3 separate regions of the Mus musculus genome follow, and regions 2 and 3 are each linked to region 1. A link is a contact called in public promoter capture Hi-C data. All regions are on one chromosome and are shown on one strand. The core of a region is the stretch at or near the end of the contact, and the rest is flanking DNA. Distances in the headings are between cores, read along the strand shown.

Evidence for each region. Promoter capture Hi-C pulls out the DNA fragments that hold promoters and counts their contacts.
Region 2: a promoter capture Hi-C map of erythroid cells shows a contact between it and region 1, with 16 times the contacts expected there. The contact joins the promoter of Lactb here to the promoter of Plekho2 in region 1. A contact is called at or near these places in 5 of 39 promoter capture datasets (3T3-L1-derived adipocytes, the HPC-7 cell line, HPC-7-derived erythroid cells and 2 more) and 1 of 115 datasets of contacts at active chromatin or transcription factors (pancreatic cancer cells).
Region 3: a contact with region 1 is called in a promoter capture Hi-C map of erythroid cells, with 38 times the contacts expected there. The contact joins the promoter of Usp3 here to the promoter of Plekho2 in region 1. A contact is called at or near these places in 5 of 39 promoter capture datasets (the C10 cell line, erythroid cells, hippocampal neurons and 2 more), 1 of 115 datasets of contacts at active chromatin or transcription factors (fibro-adipogenic progenitors) and 1 of 9 other capture datasets (pancreatic islet).

The regions. Positions count from the first base shown.
Region 1 is chr9:65,578,335-65,581,601 of GRCm38.p6, reverse strand. Plekho2 (pleckstrin homology domain containing, family O member 2) reads left to right here and starts at 1,515. Exons shown (of 6, transcript NM_153119.3): 1 at 1,515-1,664. The coding sequence starts at 1,653.
Region 2 is chr9:66,973,779-66,977,045 of GRCm38.p6, reverse strand. Lactb (lactamase, beta) reads left to right here and starts at 1,562. Exons shown (of 6, transcript NM_030717.1): 1 at 1,562-2,005; 2 at 2,262-2,328. The coding sequence starts at 1,655.
Region 3 is chr9:66,591,593-66,594,859 of GRCm38.p6, reverse strand. Usp3 (ubiquitin specific peptidase 3) reads left to right here and starts at 1,745. Exons shown (of 15, transcript NM_144937.4): 1 at 1,745-2,076. The coding sequence starts at 1,986.

The DNA of each region.
Region 1 (3,267 bases), core at 266-2,765:
TGCCGGGCATGGTGGCACACACCTTTAATCCCAGCACTCAGGAGGCAGAGGCAGGCGAATTTCTGAGTTCGAGGCCAGCCTGGTCTACAGAGTGAGTTCCAGGACAGCCAGGGCTACACAGAGAAACCCTGTCTGGAAAAACCAAAAAAAAAAAAAATTATTTTATGTATATGAGTGTTTTTTCTGCAGTTATGTCTGTGCACCACTTACATCCCTGGTACACGAGGAAGCCAGAAGAGAACCTCGGATCGTCTGGAACTGGAGTTCCAGACAGTTGTGAGCCACGATGTGGGTGCTGAGAATCAAAGCCAGGTCCTCTGGAAGAGCAGCAAGTGTTCCTAACCAATAGGTCATCTCACAACCCCTCTCCACCCTTTAGGTGTAAGGACCAGTTCCAGGCACGAGGGGCAGTGTGTTCCATCCTCTTTCACGTTGAACTGAAAAGGACCTGAGCCCAAAGGCCAGCAGAGGGCAGTGAAAGAGAAGTTTGGTCAACTGATGTAGCTGAGGTTAGGTCACCCAGAGTCAAAACAGATCATCATTAATCTATCCCACAAGCACAAAATTCTGGGTGCTGTAGCATGCAGCACACCTGACTAGGAAAGATAGTGTGTGTGTGTGTGTGTGTGTGTGTGTGTGTGCGCGCGCGCGCGGGATGCTGGAGGTTTGGCTGTGACAGTCACTCTCCGAGCCTGTTTCTTCAAAATAAAAATAAAAGTACATGGTAGAACTTAAAGGGTTTCTTCACTCTCTAGCAACGTGGTCAGGTCAGGGCCGAAGGGAGTTAGGGTGATGGAGTCGGCTCACAACATGAGAACCAGAAAGGGGTTGAACGAGGGAAAGGAGAGCACAGAGTTTGGGATTTCAGAGACCCTCTATTAAGGAACCGAGTCCAAACTTGATTCTGGTCATAAATTCCAAGCTCATGGCCGGCCCCACCCTGAAGTTCCACAGACCGAAGACCATAGCCACTACTTCAAATTGGGGGAAGAAAGGGGACGAGCCTCTTTGTGTACTCATTTCTGAACTGCCCTGGCAGCTGGATCCAGTCCCCCGCAACCCAGGCCCACTGGGTTAGGCAACCTCAAAGGCATCAGCTACCCACTGCCTCCCGGGCTTGCTTGGTCAGCCGCGCCCCCGCCCCGCCCCGCCCCGCCCCCGCCCTGCCCCACCCCGCCAGCATCCCTCGCCTCCGCCTCTGGGCCGGAAGCCCCCTCCCCCTCCGTATCCCCCACCTCCCTAGCCTCTACCCCCTCCCAGTCCTTCTCCCTGCTTTGGTCCGGGAAACCTCTCTCCGCCCTCTTCCTGCTACTTCAGCTCCGCCTAGGTTCTTCCGTCCATTCCCGGAGCTGAAGACAGGCCCCGCCCAGGATCCGCCCTGGCCCCGCCCCTGAACCCCCCACCCGGCCATGCTCCTCACCCAGCTGCGGGCGGGGGCTTGGAGGCCGCTGTATCCCTCCCTGGCCCCGCCCCCAGCCCCCGGAAGCCCCTCCCCGGCTCCAGCCCCGCCCCCCGAAGTTTCTTGGGCCCCGGGCGCCCGGCGGGACAGAAGACAGCAAGCCGCCGCCCGGCTGCGCGTAGATGGAGCAAGCGGAGCCCGCGCAACGCGGGCAGCAGTAAGCGGCGAAGCCGCCGGACCTTGCAAACTCGCCATGGAGGAGGAGGTGAGGGCGAGGGCTGGGCCAGACGGAACAAGAGTGCTGGGCTCGGGTGCTGCCCGTCCTACTTCCACGGGTCTTTCTGCACAGTCCTTCCCTTCAAGCAGAACCTGGACCAATGGGGTAGGGGCGGGATGGAGGTCTCGTCTGCATCCCGCCGACAGCATCCTCAGTTATGTTTTGGGCGTTTCTTACCAACTGGAAACAGTGCCTGTCATGGTTCCCATTGGATTGATGGGGAGACTGAGGCTCTGGAGAGTTGGGTGACTTGCTGAAAGTAGACAGGGTTGCTGTGCTTGAATCCCGTTACACCCTTTCTTGGCTTTCTTTGCCTGCCTCAGCCAGGTCTGCTTCTGAGGTGTGTGTTAGGGGAGGGAAGTTCTTCAGGGTCCTGGGTCACTGTTTTCAAGAAATCTGAGATTGTAACGGAGCCTGATGGCAGGAACGAAGAAATTGCTTTTGTCTTCCTTGTGTAAATATCTCAGAGTTCCCAGTGCTCTTGAGCTGTGTCTATCAGAGGATGTTAGTTGAAGGGTCAGGTCAACTGAGTCTCCCGGTAGCAAGGACTGGATCAGCAACGTCCCTTGGGCCTCCTCTGCCCTCTGCATACAAACTAGATTTTGGCCACATTCTCGTTATCCAAGTATTCAGTATACAGCAGTCACTTATTGCACGAGTAAGAAGACATTCTTATCCCTTGAAGGGCGGGGAAGAAGATGAAGCCTTCCCTCCTGTAGCCACCCAGGCCAGCTGGGGAGCCTTCAGTGAGCTCAGCCATCCGTATTCCTGTCAGTGAGCACTTGCGTATTTCCTGGAGTCACTGCAAGGCTGGCTGTTCCCTCTAGGCTAGACCCCGAGTTTCTGTGAGGTGGTAGATAAGTCACTTCCCCTCTCAGCCCGGGTTTCCTCTTCTATGAAACACAGGGCCTACCCTCCTCCGCTAGACCTAACTGTGGTCCCTGCACTCAGAGTGGGTACAGGTAGGGGTCAAAGTCAGGCCACTATGTTTTGCTGTGGTTTCTTTCCTTGCTGTCATGGCGGCTGCCTGCCCTCGGTTCCACTCCTGCAATGGCTGTGCTCTCTGTCCAAAGCCCCTCCCCGTGCTCCCAGAGGATGTGGGTCAGAATTACTCCATCTCCTGATCTGCTTTGGTCCCCAGTTAAAGGAAGTTCTCCTGGGGCTTCCTGGGCTCAGCAAAGTCAGCCCTGTTCTCCCTCTGGTCCCTAATCTCTAACATGGCTACTTTGTGACTCCCAGATATCAAAAACTCCTGAAGTATCTGGGTCATTAAAGTCTTGTCCATGTTCCTTCCTCCCTTGAACTCCCAGGTCTCACCCACACAGTCAGGGTATCTCTGTGCCTGTCCTTTCTTTGGTACCCCTGACTCTTGTCGATTCCTGCTGATAGAGTTCACGTGTTCGCCTGTGTCTCTGTATCCATCCATCTCTAAAACACCTCTTAATCATGGTTACTTATCTGCCCTTGACCTCAGGCTACCTCATCTCCCTTCACATAATTGTCTTCAGCCTTCCTGCTTTGCACTTCCTGGATGCCAGCCACCCCTGAGGCCAGCCTCCCTTAGCCTCTGTATAGGATATAGGATGGTTGG
Region 2 (3,267 bases), core at 313-2,812, 1.4 Mb before region 1:
CGGATGTGTGTGACAAAGCCAGACGCAGCTGGACACCAGACCGTACTCCATAGCTACGCAGGGCAGAGGAAGCGGAGCTCCATGGGATGTGGGCAGAGGTGATGGGGTAGGAGGAGAGAGCGAGCGGTGACAACTTGAGCTGATCAGGAGTGTGGACAGTCACAAGAAGCAGAAAGGGTTTTGGTCCACATGAATCCACCCATTTTGCTATTTGGCACTTATGACGTGAGGCTCCTACCCTCTGCCACAGACTGGGGGACAGGAGCTCTGTTTTCCAGTGGTGGTTGGAACAAACAGTAACTGCGTTTGGAAACTCTGATCTTTCTCAGGCAGGTATTTTGAAGAAAGATAGGGTCACTCTAGCAACGCAGCCTTGAGCTGTGAGAAACTGTGGAAGAGTTTCCTACTCAGGAAGAGAACTGAGAGTAGCCTGGCTAGAGTTTGCTTCAGAGAACAGGACTGGGTGTGGAAGGGCAGCTGTAGCGCCCAGTGGACCCTGGCCATGTAATAATACTAGCTGCAGCTGCATCCATCGCACCACTGGGAAGCTGATTCACCGCCCACGCCTCTGATCGTAGAACCCTTCAAACCCTCTGACAAGAGAGGAAGGCTGAGAAGGTACATTTCTGGGCCATCACCTGACAACTCTGTAGATTTAGACAAATCCCTTAGCCTCCCTTTACTCCAGTTTCCTCATGGAACTGATGTCAGACAACACAACCAATCTCCAGAGCAGTTACGATGATTAATGTTTGCTAGAATGATTGTCACTGGGCAGGAAGGCGAGTCAAGACATAAAATTCTCCTAAAAGAATGAAAAAAACCCACATCAGGTTTGCTTTTTCCCACTTTTGTGTGTGTGCATGTATATACATGCATATTAGCATTTGCCTGAGAACGTCCCAGACTATGTTGGAAACCATCTATAATTGCGCTTCTAACTTTGGATTGAGGCTGGGTTTCTCAATCCGTTACAGGTAGGCGCCATGCCCACTGGGCATTTTCACCCGGATACTGGGGATTTGAATTCCAGTCCTTGTGTTTGCATGGCAAGTGTTTTAACCACTGTGCATCTCAGTCAAACAAAGGGGCGAGTGTTGTTAACATAGGCATAAGGTGGCAAGAGGGTGTTGCTGTGACAGGAGACTTGTCTAAGGATATCATGTGTGTTGTGAGAGAGAAGAAGCATGGAAAAGGAGAGAGATGAGGAGGAGAAAAGGAAAAGAGAGGCTTGAGGGACAGGTAGAAACTAAAGTGGGAAGGAGAAAGAGGAGAGAATCAGAAATAAAGAGAGGGAAAGAGAAAAGAGGATAGAGGGAGGAATGTGGGATGCGAGAGAAAAAGAAAACAAGAGAGGGAGGTTAGAGCTAAAGGGAGAGAAGAGAGAGGAAAAGGAGAAGATAAAAGAAGGAAGAAAGATATGAAAAAGAGGGAGGGAAAAGAAAGCAAGAAAAGGAGGGGTGGAACCAAAGAGGATTAGTAGCCAGAAGGCTAGAAAGGAGACGAGGACCAGGCGCTCGATGCGCTCGTCGCTCACCCACCCGGCCTTGACTGAGAGGTACTGTAAAGCCCCGCCTCAGCCCCGCCCCCTCGTCCCGCCCGCCGCGGGCCAAGCCGGAGCAAGCTAGGAGGCAGCCGGCTCTGCGGAGGCAACATGTACCGGCTCCTGTCAAGCGTGACAGCTCGGGCTGCGGCCACCGCAGGCCCAGCCTGGGACGGAGGGCGGCGCGGGGCGCACAGGCGACCGGGCCTGCCTGTGCTGGGCCTTGGTTGGGCCGGCGGCCTGGGGCTCGGGCTGGGGCTGGCTCTCGGCGCGAAGCTGGTGGTCGGGCTGCGGGGCGCCGTCCCCATTCAGTCCCCCGCGGACCCCGAGGCGTCCGGCACTACCGAGTTATCGCACGAGCAGGCCCTGAGCCCGGGGAGCCCGCACACGCCTGCGCCGCCAGCAGCCAGGGGCTTCTCCAGAGCCATCGAGAGCAGCCGCGATCTGCTACACCGGATCAAGGTGCGGGCCCAGTGGGCGTCAGGGCGGCGGCTTCCGTTTTTCTGACTGCCTGGCCGCGGGCTGACGCTCTTAGGGCTGCTCAAGTAGCAGCTGAGGTCACCGGTCGCGGAGGGGCCCGCCCCTTCCCCTTTAGAGTCCTGTGCACTCCGACGGCCAGGGCAATCGGAGCAGAACCATTGCCCTCCTGGTGGGCGGGACCGCAGAGTGGGCGGAGTCAGTCTACTTTTGAACCACCAGGGTCTTTCTTTTCTCTTAGGATGAGGTTGGTGCCCCCGGCATCGTGGTTGGAGTTTCTGTAGATGGAAAAGAAGTCTGGTCAGAAGGTGAGTTCAGCAGGTAGCCCATTTTGTTATTGGTAAAATAAAATACTGATGTTTTACAGGTTGGAGTTGCAAAAAGTGGCACATTTGTAGAGACAATGTATCCCTAGAATAATCAGGCTGTTTTATTTATCACTGGAAAGTTTAAAATGTAACTAACTGGGCTAGGAGTATAGCTCAGTGGAAGCTCACTTGCTTAGCCTCCATGTGTGAGGGCAAAATAAAGTAAATAATTAAATTGTGTGACTCAAGTACGTGGATGTGTTCAAAATGCTGTTTCTTCTCCCAGTTTACTCTTAAGAATTGGTCTGAAAATGGAATGTAGAACAATCCATTAAATTACCACTATTACATATTAGATAACCCTTATTAGTAACTAAAATGTCAGTTTCTGCATATTTTTATTCTTTCATTCTGTAATTTTTTTATTCCCCACTTCTGTAAAAGGCACTATACCAAGTATTAAGAATACATGATATCCCTGGTCCTTAATGATTTACAGTTTATTATTACATTTACTAGACAGAGTGTTACCTGTTTTGTTTTTAACGACAAGCTTGAAGTGGTTTGGGATGGAGCTCAGTTGGTGCTTGCTTTTGGGTACAAGTTCTGGGTATAATCCCTTGCACCACATAAATCAAAGTGGTATGGACCCATGATCCCATTCCTCAGGACGTAGAAGCTGGAGGATCAGAAGCTTAAGGTCACATGATGTGTGTGAGGCCAGCCTGAGCATGTAGAGACCCTGGCATCCATCCCTCTCCAAGGTTAGAAGCTTTGAGAGAGCCATTTAAAAAAAAAAGAAAAAAGATTTATTTATTTCATTTATATGAGTACACCATAACTGTCTTCAGACACACCAGAAGAGGGTGCCAGATCCCATTACAGATGGTTGTGAGCCATCATGTGGTTGCTGGGAATTGAACTCAGGGCCTCACGAAG
Region 3 (3,267 bases), core at 496-2,995, 1.0 Mb before region 1:
CTAGTAGGAAAGACAGCGTGGGTCAGGCTCCACACTGAATGAGGGGCTGTGGGTTCACTGAATGAGGGTCAGTGCCCAGAGGACTCTGAGAAGGTTGCTTGAGAAAGACTTGTGAAACAAATAGATGGAAGAGACTGAATAGGGTTCAGATACTGTTTATTCTCCTCTCTCGTCCCAAGGAAGCAGTCATCTCCTTTTTTTTTTTTTTAATAAGAAAAACAAACCTTATCTGTTAATTACTACAGGTTAGGAATTCACACAGATAAGTACTGTTTTGCCAGTGGATAGGCGAGGAAAAAGAGTCGAGAGGACTAGCTAAGGTTTGCCATGAAGTACCTGCCAGAGCTGATCTGAACAACTTTCCACAATTTCTCACCATCAAAACCCGTCCAAGCCTTGTTTTGACAGCAATCATATACAACTTGGGGAAGTGGTAGAGTTGCTTGGACTGAGGAATCTGAAATACCACCCTGGGCAGAGATGTCCTAGGTGGGTGGACACTATCAGGCAGAAGGCTACAGGGTGCAGTAGTGGGGTGTACGGAAGTGGCTTAAGGGGTGCTAGAGGCGTGCACTTCAGGGAGGTGCCCAGTGCTAACTAACCACTATCCGGCCCAGCCAGTTAATCATTTCCTGACCTTTCCTTTCCTGCCCCATGGATTGGCACATTGTTCTTCCCTCTCCACTTGCTTGTCAGGGGATGAAGGAAAGAAGCCCCTTTACCAGGTTAAACACCACCAACCAAACAAAGAAAGAAAGCCCAACTTTGGAGGCTAGATTTGTGGGAGCCCCAGATATCCTCAAGGCAGAGAATGTGAGGTGGCAGGCTCTCTACCTCTAGACGCTCCTCCTGTCTTCTTCACTTCTTTCTAGAGAGAGATTTGAAGCGGGGGGGGGGGGGGTGCGGGGGTCCAATCTTCCTAAAGCAAATTATACTCTTGGTTTCACTTTTTGTTAAAAAGGGGACCGTAGCAGCAGCTTGAGAGGGTGTTTTGAGGATTAAATGAGGTGTGGTATGCAAAGTGCCTGGCTGGGAGCCAGGTGGGCTTCTAACAAATGTTACACTGCCTCTTTTTATTACCTAGCACCCGCGACCTTGTACAGCAAACTGGATTATTTCGTTCAACTTCAAGAGGTATAGGTATGAAAATACCCACAATGGGCAGGAGATATCAGTGAGTCATAACGGCATGGCGTGGACCCCGAACACAGGCGTTCCGGTGGGCCCAGCCGTGCAGTATCCCGGTGACACACTCAGGCCAGAGTTCAGAACTCAGAACAGTTCCGGACCCCGCCTGCTACCGGGAGAACACGAAAGTCAGGACTGTTCTGGGCTCTTTGCAGCCGGCTGGGCCATCGAGGGCCACGCCCCAAAAGTCTGTTTCTTCCTGTGTAAAATGGGGCTTCAATGCACGTCGGTGTGAGTGGTTTTCATTTTCCGTACTCTTTGCGGTGTGGTCACATATTCTACCTCGCTGTTGTAGCCAACTCACTGCAGTAGAAGCAGCGGTCCCGACCGCTCTGCCCCGGATGAGTACCCACACTTGTCGGGTTCCCAAGAATCGGCTGCAGCGGCCGGGGGCAGATTTCGGAAAGTCACTTCACATCCCCGTAGGACTTTACACTAGCTGCTAGCACTGGGTGAGCACCAATGCCCCGCCCACTGACTAGTGTGGGGGCGGGGCCCGGGCTGGCCTGGGGGCGTAACCAGCAGGGTGGGCGGGGCCGCCGGAGAAGGCGGAAGCCTACTGTCCCTGGGCGGCGGCAGAACCAGGAGTCCGGATTTTCACGTTCTCCGGAGCGGGGCGCCGGGAGACGGCGGATGGCAAAACCCGGCGCCCGGAAGCCCTTGCTTTCTTTGACGCAAAGGCTCGGGACCCAGAAGCCGCCGTCTGCCCAGTGCCGGGTCAGAAGCGACCCCAGACGGAGCCTCTGAAGTCCCTCCGCCCCAGAGCCTCGGCTGTCCCCGCCGCCGTCCTCGTGGCCATGGAGTGTCCGCACCTCAGCTCCAGCGTCTGCATCGCCCCGGACTCAGCCAAGTTCCCCAACGGCTCCCCGTCGTCCTGGTGCTGCAGCGGTGAGTGCGGCTCTGGGGCTGGCCGGCCGCGCACCCGAGGTCCCGGCTCTGGCCCGGGCCTTGCCGTCGAAGGGCCGCGGGTGCGGGGCAGCGCGCGGCCTCGTTGGGGGGGGGGGGAGGCTGAGGGGAGCAAGCGGGCCCGGCGCGCGGGGCGAGGGGACGCGGCGCGGCGCGGCGGGCGCGGTGGCGGCTCCTTTGTTTCGCGCGGCCCGACGGCCGGGCCGGCTGAGGAGAGGCCCGCGGGGGCCTGAGGCGAGCGCGCAGCGGCGGGATGACGCGGCGGCTCGCACCCCAAGGCTCCGCGAACCTAAGGGCCGGCTCCGCGCGCGGCCGCACGTGTGGCGGGGTCGGGCTCGCGGTCCCCCGTGGGCCGGACAGGCAAAGCGCCGCTCTGCGGGCGCAGCTTTGTCTGGACTGCCGGCGCGCGAGCCCCTTTGGGTTGCGTTTCCTCGGGTTCCCACAGGCTCCTGCCTCCCCCGCAGCCCCTGAGCGGACTGCGCTGGGGGCTGCTCACCTCGGAGTCTCTCTTCAGCCTGTGAGGGTGAAGTTTGAAAACAGGCTGCGGGCTCCGAAAGCTCCGGAGAAGGCAGCCAACAGCTGCTTTGGAGGGGCGGCTCGAGGTTGGGTGTTTTGGGTTTTTTTGTTTTTTTTTGTTTTGCCTTTCGAAGATTGTTCCGAGGCAGTTTTTCGGGTTGGCAGGGATTTCGTTGGGAATTCCCGAGTGCGTGTAAGACACTTCGTAGGTTTATGTTATGCCTTCGAGTTGCTTAAGCGTTAACTCCTTCTGCTTCCTTGGAAGCCCCGGTGCCCTCTCATTGTCTGCCGGGACTTAAGGTCGGACGGGCCACCCGGCTTTGATTACTTCCTGGTAGGGCCCTGGTGCCGACGCTGGTCTTTGTTTATGAGCTTTAAGATTATCACTGGCAGCTTGGGCTGTAGTGTAAAATGTGAATCGTGTGCATCAGAAATCAAGTTCATCTGCAAGGCTGAAAAGACGGTGGGACGATTCAGCAGAGTGGTCTTTCAGCCTGGGTTGGATTGGAGCTAGGAAGGTAGTTTAGGGACTGCTTTAATACTTTTGACGTACTACTTCTTCAAAGGGGATTATATTCTTGAAGCAAAATATACGGGGTAACACAAGGAAAACTGTCCTCCAGGATAAGGAATAGAAATAACTGCAGTTTTCTGGAG